Linked DNA regions of Sus scrofa: region 2 is linked to region 1. Evidence: chromatin contacts called from public HiChIP or PLAC-seq data. All regions are on one chromosome and are shown on one strand. Each heading gives the region's core, a stretch centred on a gene start, on an enhancer-like site or on the middle of the called end of the contact. The rest is flanking DNA. Distances are from core to core; before and after follow the strand shown.

Region 1 (5,151 bases), core at 323-2,822:
ATATATATATTACACAGGAAAAAGCCTGCAAAGGACAGTGTTTAAAGTAGCATGCCCTATCCAACTAGTTTATCACTCTACCCTGGCTCTCTTTTTTTCTTTCCCTCAAAGTACTTATTTACTCTCCAAGAGGAACTCATTTACTTACATACCTGTTTGAGTCTGTCTTACTACTAGACTGTAAATGCCAAGAGGGATCACCTTGTTCTCCCACCTCTCAATTTCTCAACAATGGGTGCCCCCATGGATCAACACTGGTCTCCCTTGGATATTAATATCATATGTGTTGATGCTATACGTGTATCCAGTGTTAATGTTTCTCCAGAACGCCATACTTACACATCCAACTGCCTAGCTGAAACATGAATACTGATGAGGTACTTTAAATTTATGTGTTCCTCCCTCCCCTACAGTTCCTAACCTAGCTATACTTCACTCTTCTCATGCTCAGTGAATGACATTATCATCCTCCAAACTTCTCCTTAATTACTCTTCTTCAAGTTTATCAATTATAATTTCAAGATACATCTCAATTCCTATTTCTTCAGGTACTGTCACCAAACTATTTCTAACAGTGTCTTTTTCTTTGTTTCTTTAGGGCTGCACCCATGGCATATGGAGGTTCCCAGGCGAGGGGATGAATTGGAGCCATAGCCGCTGGCCTACACCACAGACACCAGACAGTCACATCTGCGACCTATGCCGCAGCTTGTGCCAATGCCATATCCTTTATCCTTAACCCACTGTGTGAGGCCAGGAGTCCAACCCACATCCTTGTGGATACTAGCATGGTTCTTAACCCACTGAGCCACAAAGGGAACTCCCTAGCCGTGCCTTTTGCCTGGGCTACCCAGTAGCCCAACTGGTCTTTTTGCTTTTACTCCATTTTTTCAGAATGCAACCAAAGAGAAATTTTCATATCTAAAATGTAATCATTACATACATATACACATACACACACACAAAGCCCTACTAAAAAAATCCTGTCCAATTGCTCTCCTGATAATCAAAACTCCAAACTAACCTACAGGGCCCCCAAGGCCTGGCTCTACACACATGACATTATGAGTGTGTTGGGAAGGAGCTTCCCCATGATTTTTAAATTCTTATCATCATTTATAGTCTGTTTGATCTATCATTTACTAGCTGTGTGACTCAAATCTCCTCGTACATTAGCGTCCTTAATTGTAAAATGGGGAGGAGTACCTACCCCTTAGAATTTTTGTGGGGACTTAAATTAGGGTATCTTTCTCTAGAGGACGCCAATTCTGTGAAATGTACCGTGCGCAGAACGAATCAGACTGCTATAAGTCTGATGATTCAAAAAAAACAAAACATGTCTCAACCTTCTGTTCCTTAAACTGAGCTCGCTTGGCTACGAGGACGACCCTAAGCCTAATAACTTGCCGTGTCTAGGCTTTACCAGCCCCGGACGGTAGGCACACCCTCAAGACCCCACCTGCCAATCATACTCAAGTTCCAGTCCGCCAGGATTGGAAACCCAATAATGCGCAGCTCGGGTCCCCGCTGGCGCCACGCCCAGACTCGCTCCTCGCTCGCACAGGCGCAGAAGTGACTTCTGCCCTTGGGGTTATTTCCTCGTTCGTCAAGGTAGCTGAAGTCCCTCCTACTTTCTTTGACAATTTTTTTAATCCTCACTCCTTCCTCCGGGGAATTTTTGTTTTTAATACCTTCAGCAGCTACCTGGAACTTGAATCATTTTACTTCCCCATCGTTGTGGAACCTCGCCCTGCAGTCTGAGAAAAGCGTCCTCGAAGTACCACAGGTCCGCGGCGTAGGTCTCGCGAGAAGACGGCAAACTCTCGCGTTTTTTCTTGTTTTCCATAATCCTTAGCGCGAAGTGGAAAAACACGCATTTCTCTCAGCTTCGGTTGATGACTGCAGGGTTCACGCCTTTACTCTGTTGCTGGTGCTCGAGCGGAAATGGCGGCCCCAGAACAGCCGATCCCGATGTCGAGAGGATGCCAGAGCTCTGCTTCGCTTTCTCCGCCGCGGGGCGACCGAACCCTTCTAGTGAGGCATCTGCCAGCCGAGCTGACCGCTGAGGAGAAAGAGGACTTGCTGAAGTATTTCGGGGCACAGTCAGTGCGCGTCCTGTCCGATAAGGGGAGGCTGGTAAGGGCGCCCGGTCCCGAGCCTCGGGGGAAGGCCTTTGGCTGGTGGCCCGGGAGAGGAAGTTCTGACAGAAAAAAGACGGAAAAGAGCGAGGAAGATGCCCGTGCGTAGTGGGGGCTAGCCAGTCCTTTTTCTTTCCTTTCGAGAAAGCTTACGTCCCAAGGCAAGTTTTAATTGGCCCGAGCCTGGGTTCTTCCCCGCGCTGCGGGAAAGGGCGAGTGAGAAGGGCAAAGCAGAAGGAGGGAAAATAAGCTCAGTTATATTCCATTATATCCGCTCATGCTGAGAATCTCAAAACTCCTTTGGATTTGGGAGTAATTCTCTTAGACTCAAGGGTACTCTGAGGAATAAGTAACAAAGCACTACTTTTTTTAAAATATTGGTTTATTTGTAAGCTAGCATTAAAACTTTCATCAAAATAGAAGAGAAAATAGGGTAAATTAGGAGAAACCTTGTTACAGGGTTTCGACTAGATTTTTGACGAAGATGTTCCTCATAAAGTTTCCGACGGACTCCTTTAGAAAACGATATTTTAAGACTATTAAAAGTTCTAACACAGGAGTATACACAGTTGCTTTATTTTCTTTTACACTTAAAGATGTTTCCGGTGGATTTCTCGCCATGAAAATAATAACGGTGATGTTATGTTTCCGAAAGATGGCCTGTGAATGGGGCAAAACATCAGTGGTTAACTCTCCCCAGGTGATTCTAATATGCAGCCAGGGTTGAGAATTACTGAATTGGAAGAAGAACCAGTTTTGCACAGTGTCATGTATACCAGCAAATATAAATATTCTGTGTGATTCAGTTTAAATACACTTAATTGGGTTATCTTGAATAGAGTAGACAAAATTAGGTATGCGGTATATAATCAATAAACTTGTAAAGTCTTGATTAACATTTACAGAAACTCAGCATAATGATTCATTTACTTTGTACTTATTTTCCTCTTATAGTTTAAAAATACCTAAATATAGTTTATATTTAAAAGTAGACTTCTCCCATTGAACCTTCATTTTAAGGAAAACTCACAAAAGGAACATTTGCTTCAGAAATAATTTTCTGTTGGTGAGCATTTTTAAATTGCATTTGGCTATATAGAGAAATGTTTAGAGCTTTAGATGTTTTATAAATGGAAGCTATTTTATATTTTTGGATGGTTTAAGAGTGGTATAGTAGTTTTTTAACTTATGGACTGTTGAACTATTTGAAAGCCTATGTCAAATGTGCTGTATGTCCACACTTTTATATGGAAAAAAGTTATAAGGCTTTCATCTCAAAGATGTCCATCCAAAACTAATTCAAAAGCATTGTACTGAAATTAGTAGTTAAATGGTGTCCCATCCTTTTCTGTAATTTTATTAATGTGTGGAATCACTGTCAACTGGTGTATCAGACTTCCTTAAGAAAAACTGAAATTATGTATGTACATATATGTAGTCTTTTTAGGGCCACACCTGTAGCATGTGGAGGTTCCCAGGCTAGGGGTCTAATCGGAGCTGTTGCTGCAGGCCTACGCCAGAGCCACAGCAACACCAGATCCTTAACCCACTGAGCAAGGCCAGGGATCGAATGTGCAACTTCATGGTTCCTAGTCAGATTTGTTTCTGCTGAGCCACAACAGGAACTCCTGAAATTATATTTGAAATAATTTGTACCTTAAATCTTTTTCAGAAACATACCGCTTTTGCCACTTTCCCTAATGAAAAAGCAGCTATAAAGGTATGGCTTTTTCTTCTCTATTAAAATTTTCTACAATTTTTCTCTTATCTAATCTTAGTTCAAAAATGAAACACAGTGTTAAAATGTAGTTTTTAAAAGCAAAAGCTTTTGTTTTTCCAAAGTTTGCCTCAAAGTCTACACTTGGTTTGTTAGTTGTTTTTGTCCAATGTTTAGGTATTTGGACATATGACTAGTAGATTAACTGGAATTTGAATTAAAACTGAATTGTAATCTCATGTAATTATAAGTAAGTTCTTAAAGGATGCAAATATTGATAATTATCTGTGTAACTGTGGCAAGGCAAGGTGTTTTAAATATTGAAGGGAATGTCTACATACACATATATATGAAGCATTTATGTATGTATAAAAATCTAGGGAATCATTCATAAAGGAGGTAGCCTTTAAGATAGACCTTTAATGATTAGTTGAATTTTGAAAACAAACAGAGCAGAGCCTTTCAGGTTTGAAGAATACTAAATAAACTGAGGTGCATGGAAAGTTCTTAGTGAAGCAAAAACTAAGGGTTGAGTGGAAATAGGGCTTGGAAGATAGGTTGAGTAAATTTGGGTGGAAGTGAGAGCAGGACTGAATTTTATTCAGTAGTTATTCCTAAGGCATTTGATACATTTGAGCTGGCCAATAATTGTAATCAGGTCTGTGAAAGTTATCTGGTAGAGATCATGTAATGGATTGGATGTGGGAAAAGATTAGAGGTAGAACGACCAAAAGCAAAATCAAGACTAGAAATGTTCAAATGGCCAAGGCAAGAGAAACGATCTGAATAGGGCAGTAAGAAGACAAAGGAAGCTATACATGTGGTAGAGATTGTGCTTGTCTGTCTTGTGATCCCTTTAGATGTTCAGTCGTTGAAAGAGAGGGAATACTTGGATAATTTTGGCCTGAGTTACTGGGTTATTACATGAGGTGAAAGGGACAGAATTCAGAGAAGGCAAAAGTAGGTAATGAATTGTCATGTCATCTCTTAACTTTGTGGATTCGCTAGGCTACTTCCATGGAAATGTAAAAAAAAATTAAAAATAAACATCAAGTGTTGAGGCAAGCTTAAAAAGAGTTTCTTCATGAATATGATTGCCCAGGGAAGAAGAGCCAGCAGAGACAACTGGTGAGAGACATTAAAAAGGAAGTAGAACGAGGAAATAAATTCTCATGGGTGCAAAGAGAAGCAAGATCCTGTGATGACATAAAATGTAGAATGAGCACAGTACTTTTTATTGTGAAACAATAAAAGTGACCCAAAGTTTCATCAGTAAGGGGAAGGAACACTTTATAT
Region 2 (5,626 bases), core at 3,071-5,570, 2.0 Mb before region 1:
AGGAATTAACTACCACACCGAATGTGCTATGCGAACATGGAAGCTAGGCAGGGTCAAGAAAAGAGATTAAGGGAGTTCCTGTCATGGCACAGCAGAAACAAATCCGACTAGGAACCATGTCAGGTTGCAGGTTAGATCCCTGGCCTCACTCAGAGGGTTAAAGATCTGGCATAGCCATGAGCTGTGGTGTAGATCACAGACATGGCTGGGATCCTGTGCTGCTGTGGCTGTGGCATAGGCCAACAGCTACAGCTCTGATTTGACCCTTGGCCTGGCAACCTCCATAAGCCGCAGGTGTGGCCCTTAAGAGAAAAAAAAAGGAGATTAAAAAAAAAAAAAAAAGCCAAAACACAAAATCAGGCACCACCATTTCACAAATGATTTTAAACTTATACTATATATTATTCAATAACTGACTAGGCAGTTTTTGTACAATCTCAGCCCTAATCTTCTCCTTTTGTGAAAATGAAGACATTTCAATCTTGGTTTTAAGTTTGTGGAGTTTATATATGGGGAAAGAGGGTAAAAACTAAAAGCTAAAATTAGTTTTGGCTATTTCTGGAAGGATATACAAGAAATTAGAAATAACTGCCTCCAGAAAGAATTGAGATAGAAATCTTGTGATGTATATACCTTCTAGAATCTTTTGAATTTCGAACTATTTAATATATTACCTAGTCAAAACACAGAAGAACAGAGGTTCAAAGTAGCATATAGAAACAAATGCAAGAACAAAATCTTAAAAACAAAACAAAAAGTAGATATGGGGAAGAGTTCCCTGGTGGTCTAGTGGTTAAGAATATGGGGTTGTCACTGCTTTGCCTTGGGTTCAATCACTGGCTTGAGAACTTCCACATGCCACAGGCACAGCCAAAGGAAAAAAAAAAATAGTAATAATAAAGTAGGAATGCGGAAACAAGGAACTTACAAAGGAGAATTAAAAAAAAAAAGTAGGACTAAAACCAAGAGAAAGTCATGTCTTGAAAGCCAGTTTCAAGAAGTAGTCAACCATATCAAAATAAGTAAAATAGATAAGAATTCAAAATTATCCTCTGGGGTTCTCAGCTACTAGATAACTGTTCAACAAACAGAGACATGTTTCAGAGGAATGGAAGTCAGCTTGTAGGAGTCTTGAGACTTGAGCGGAAGTGGGGAACAATGAAGTATACTGCTATTTCAAAAAGCTTTGTAAAAAGAGATAGAAATGATAATAACTATGGGGGAAAGAGGATGAAAAGAGTTTTCAGAATGGACAATACAGTTGACTATGAACACTGCAGGGGTCAGGGGTGCCAACTCTCATCAAAATCAAAAATCTAAGTATAACTTAGAGTCAGCCCTCTCTATCTGTGGTTCCTCCACATCTGCAGATTCAACCAACCCCAGATCAAGTGGTTCTATAGTATTTACTACTGGAAAAAAAATCTGCATACAAGTGGATCTGTGCAGCTCAAATCCAAGTTATTGAAGGATCAACTGTATCTGAATGAGGTTTTAGGAGGAGAGGAGAAGGATGTTAATATAAATCAAACATAAAGAAGAAAGACTAATTGATAGGAGTAAAATTCTAGAGGAAAAGAGAAGAAATTTGGGAAAAACCCATCTAAATGGTGTTAGACTTGAACAGAGGGAAAACCTCATCTTACAAGTCATTTTCTAAGACTGGAGGGAAGACAGACTCAGATTTAGGGTAAGGGTAAATATGAAGTTAATGAAGGTCAGAGCTGATGGCCTGGTTTTTCTCAATGCAAAGTTCTTTACTGTCCTCTCCTGTCCCTCCAATCACAATCCTAAGCAGTTTTGAATAATAGAGAACATAACAGTTTTGAATGATAGAGAACACAGCAGTTTTGAATAATAGAGAACATACAAATAATACCACCTTTTTGGCAATTTGAAAATAATAACTTTCAATATAAGAACAAATGAATTCTAAATTTTTTTAGCAACATCCATCTGTGCCGTCTATATAAAAAGTTATTTTGTGTAATTAGTGATAAAAGTATATATTCATTACAGAAAACAGAATTTTCCCATCGTTTTCCACTCTGTAATAATGATCCAAAGTTATTAAGACCAGACTGTATGAGCGCCTCTCAACAATTTTTAACATTAATTTGTCTAAAAAAAAGTTAGAAATTAAAGGCAAAAAGGAAGTAGCTGAATATAAAGGGGTTCTGAGAGTTCACGGAGTTACATAAGGCATGTCTGTACTTGTTTATACCTTAACACCCAGGACTGAACCACTTTACCTGAATGCTAACTTCTCTGTGGGTGTTCTGTGAGGTCTTATTTTGTGAAGCTATTATCTATCCCTAAGAGTACAGAGACACAGATGGGTCACAAGTGGTGGCTCTCAACTGAGGACTGCTTTGGTTCATACTCTGGCTGTATCACTCACTATCTGTATAACCTGGGGTAAGTTTCTCTGTGCCTATAGGAATGTGAACAATACTTACAGAAAAATAAACCTGTTCTACACGTGAAGGATTTAAAACAGTACATAGGAAGTGTTCAAAAAACATTAGCACTTATTATTGTGGAGGAACAGAATTCTAGCACTTTTTTTTTTTTTTTTTGCTTTTTAGCGCCGCACCTGAGGCATATGCAAGTTTTCAGGCTAAGGGTAGAATTCACAGCCTTGTGCTAAGGCCAGCCACAGCCACTGCAATGCGGCATCCAAACTGCATCTGTGACCTACACCACAGCTCACAGCAAAGCGGGATCCCCAACCCACTGAGTGAGGCCAGGGATTGAACCTGCATCCTCATGGATTCTAGTCAGGTTGGTTAACTTCTGAGCCACGAAGGGAACTCCAGAATTCTAGCACTTTAACAAAGTACACATAATCTACTTGTAGGTGAGGTTGGGCCCAGCCCTAGATCCTGACCCTTTAGGTAATAATTCTACAAGTATGTTTTTGGGGAAAAAAATACTTTAAAAAGTCTTAACCAAAATTAACATTTAGTTAGCACTTCAATTTGCAAAGCACTTTCAAATACATCACCTTAAGAAATGATATAATATTAATAGCCTTCCAACTAGCTATTATCTCCATTTGACAAATGAAGAAACTGAGATATAGTGATGTTTGGAAATATATCTATTAACGAACCATGTTTCTGAACACTTTTGTGCCAGACACTATGCTAAAATCCTGTAAGAAATTTGACAATGAACCTGAACTTGACCCTTCCTCCAAAATTTACTGAGCCCTTAACCAGAACCAGGTAAATGTTTGATACACTAGCAAATTCCCTGGTTACTAAGATCCAGGCTCACTCAATACACCCAAGTGTATGGGTATAAGCCTTAACTGGGAGATGTCTATTTAAAGGTAAGTTCTCTCAGGATAGGATACAGACAGAAAGGAGATTACCGTTCTCTATGGAAATACTTCAAAGGGATAAGCTTTCAGCTCGATTCCTGAATACATAACCAACTCATTAAGGCTGAATAAGCACCTCATTAGCATTCAACTCAGAAAGGATTTCTTGGCTATCTCATGAAATAGCGGATTCTGATAACCATCCCCAGGAGTGTAAAGCAATTCTCCTTTCCTATTTAATGGAAAAAGCCACACAATTAGACTTGTAGAGTAAAAAAAGGTCCCTTTCCTTTTCCAAATCACTTGGTTGGTGTATGACTCCCAATTTTGTAATACCCAGATTCGTAACGAGTACGGGATGTGTTTTAATCGGTTTAAACCAACAGACGTGAAAAAGTCGGTACGGCGTAGCATACTAAAACTCAGCTGTTAGATATCGTTCTTCCTAGAAGGCTGGAAAGCCTTGGGCACCTACCAGCACTTCCTTCCCTACAGTCAGGATTGAGGTATAGGCTTCCAGATACACTCGACTGCAGCGTCTTACAACTTCCAGGCCCTTGACTGTGATGTCCTTGGCATCTCCCAGGCCCAAACCGATCATGTAAAGCATTTCCAAGTCCAGGGGGAGGGCGACTGCAGGACGAAATGAACAAGAAAATCAAGTGCCAGCTACACCGACGATACCAAAAATCTAGAGGTGAACACCAAGACGAAAACCCAAACAGCTCGGGGAGGGACCGCCTATCACAGGAGGGAGGTTTAAGAACCTAATCTCACGCCTTTTAAATAAGGATTGGAGTGTTTTTAAACAACCCTAACCGCCTTCTCTCTTGTTACACAAACCTAGGGACAGATGGTTACCGTTGGGAGAATCGTAGCTGGGGCCCTGTCTTCCCAACTCCCTAATAGCCGCTGCTCCCCAGAAGCAGTGCCCAGGCAGAGGATGTGCGCTGAGCAGGGATCCACGCCGTCGCCCTCACCTACGGTGCCGTAAAGCGCCGGCGCTTCGCGGCACTTTACGACTAGCTGGGAGGGTGGCTCCCACAGGCTCTGGGCGGGGAGACTCGCCGCGCCTAGGAATGACCCGTACGTAGGCTGCTGGGGTGAGAAGGCGTAAGGTCAGCCGGACGGGGGGAGTCTGATCAGTGACCTCAGCATGGCCTTTGGGAAGGGACGAGGCCGGCCCACTATCCCCCTAGCTTAAACATGCCCAGCCTGGGACCGGTAAGTGCAGAAGCTCTTTACCCTTGAAGAGCCGCCCGCGAGGTTGGGCCGAGGAGCCCACACGCCTTCCGCGTCTCCTCCAGACGCAGGAGGGGGGGCGGGAGGAAGGAATTTCCCTAATTTTCTCCGGGATTGCCCAAGTGCACACATTCCCATCCTCGCCTTTTCATTCGACTGTATTTTAACCAGCTGCCTCCCTGGTGAGGTGACAGCCTGGAAGACCTGGTGATGAGTGTCGGTTCTGATTTCCCAGCGGGGCAGTGATTCCTTGGGTTTGTCCCCAGGCCCTCATTCTGGAGTGCCCCAAGTGGCGTGACTGGAATCTGCCTCAGTCATCCTCACTGTCAGTGCCGGGAAGCCCAGACCCTCCTGTGCCCAGAGAAGTGACCTTTAAGAATGCTAAGGGATTTCAAATGTAGACCTAGTGCTTCCACGGGGAATTCTTAAAGTGGTTGGTTAGAAGTAGTTCCAATATCGAAATTATTTGTTTTGACTGAATATGCTTTTCCTGAGGTCACTAGTGACCTCATCCAAGATAGCGTTGATTACTCAGTGTTCCTTGTGTTTCTCCGACAATGGCTTGTGTCTTGTTTGCTCAACTCTGCTTCCTTTGGCCTTGGCTTTATCTCTTCTTCCCGAATTCCGTCCAGTCTTTGACTTTATTGTTCTATAAACTCTTTTTTTCTTTCTTTTTTTTTTTTTTTCTTTTTAGGGCCGCACCCTCGACATATGGAGGTTCCCGGGCTAGGGGTTGAACCCGAGCTACAGCTGCCAGCCTACATCACAGCCACAGCAGTGCCAGATCGGAACCTCATCTGCGACCTACACCACAGCTCATGGCAATGCAGGATCCTTAACCCACTGAGCGAGGCCAGGGATCAAACCTGCGACCTCATGGTTCCTAGTCGTATTTGTTTCTGCTGGGCCAGGAGGGGAACTCCTGTTCCGTACACTCTTAATGATCCGTTCTATCCAATATCATTATATTGACCCATTCCTCACACAATGTACATAATTAAACTCAAAATGTCTCATAGATGTAAGTGGAAAACATAAAACTTCCAGAAGAAAACA

The links. HiChIP or PLAC-seq counts read pairs in DNA pulled down with a chosen protein or histone mark.
Region 2: an H3K27ac HiChIP or PLAC-seq map of skeletal muscle shows a contact between it and region 1, with 6 times the contacts expected there. The contact joins the promoter of DPH5 here to the promoter of RNPC3 in region 1. A contact is called at or near these places in 2 of 2 datasets of contacts at active chromatin or transcription factors (alveolar macrophages and skeletal muscle).

The regions. Positions count from the first base shown.
Region 1 is chr4:115,308,381-115,313,531 of Sscrofa11.1, reverse strand. It overlaps RNPC3 (RNA-binding protein 40), which reads left to right and starts at 1,572. Exons shown (of 16, transcript XR_002343546.1): 1 at 1,572-2,136; 2 at 3,811-3,858.
Region 2 is chr4:117,267,724-117,273,349 of Sscrofa11.1, reverse strand. DPH5 (diphthamide biosynthesis 5) reads right to left here and starts at 4,320. Exons shown (of 8, transcript NM_001243679.1): 1 at 4,190-4,320; 2 at 3,804-3,961. The coding sequence starts at 3,938. It overlaps LOC106508363 (a long non-coding RNA gene), which reads left to right and starts at 4,366. Exons shown (of 7, transcript XR_002343569.1): 1 at 4,366-4,552.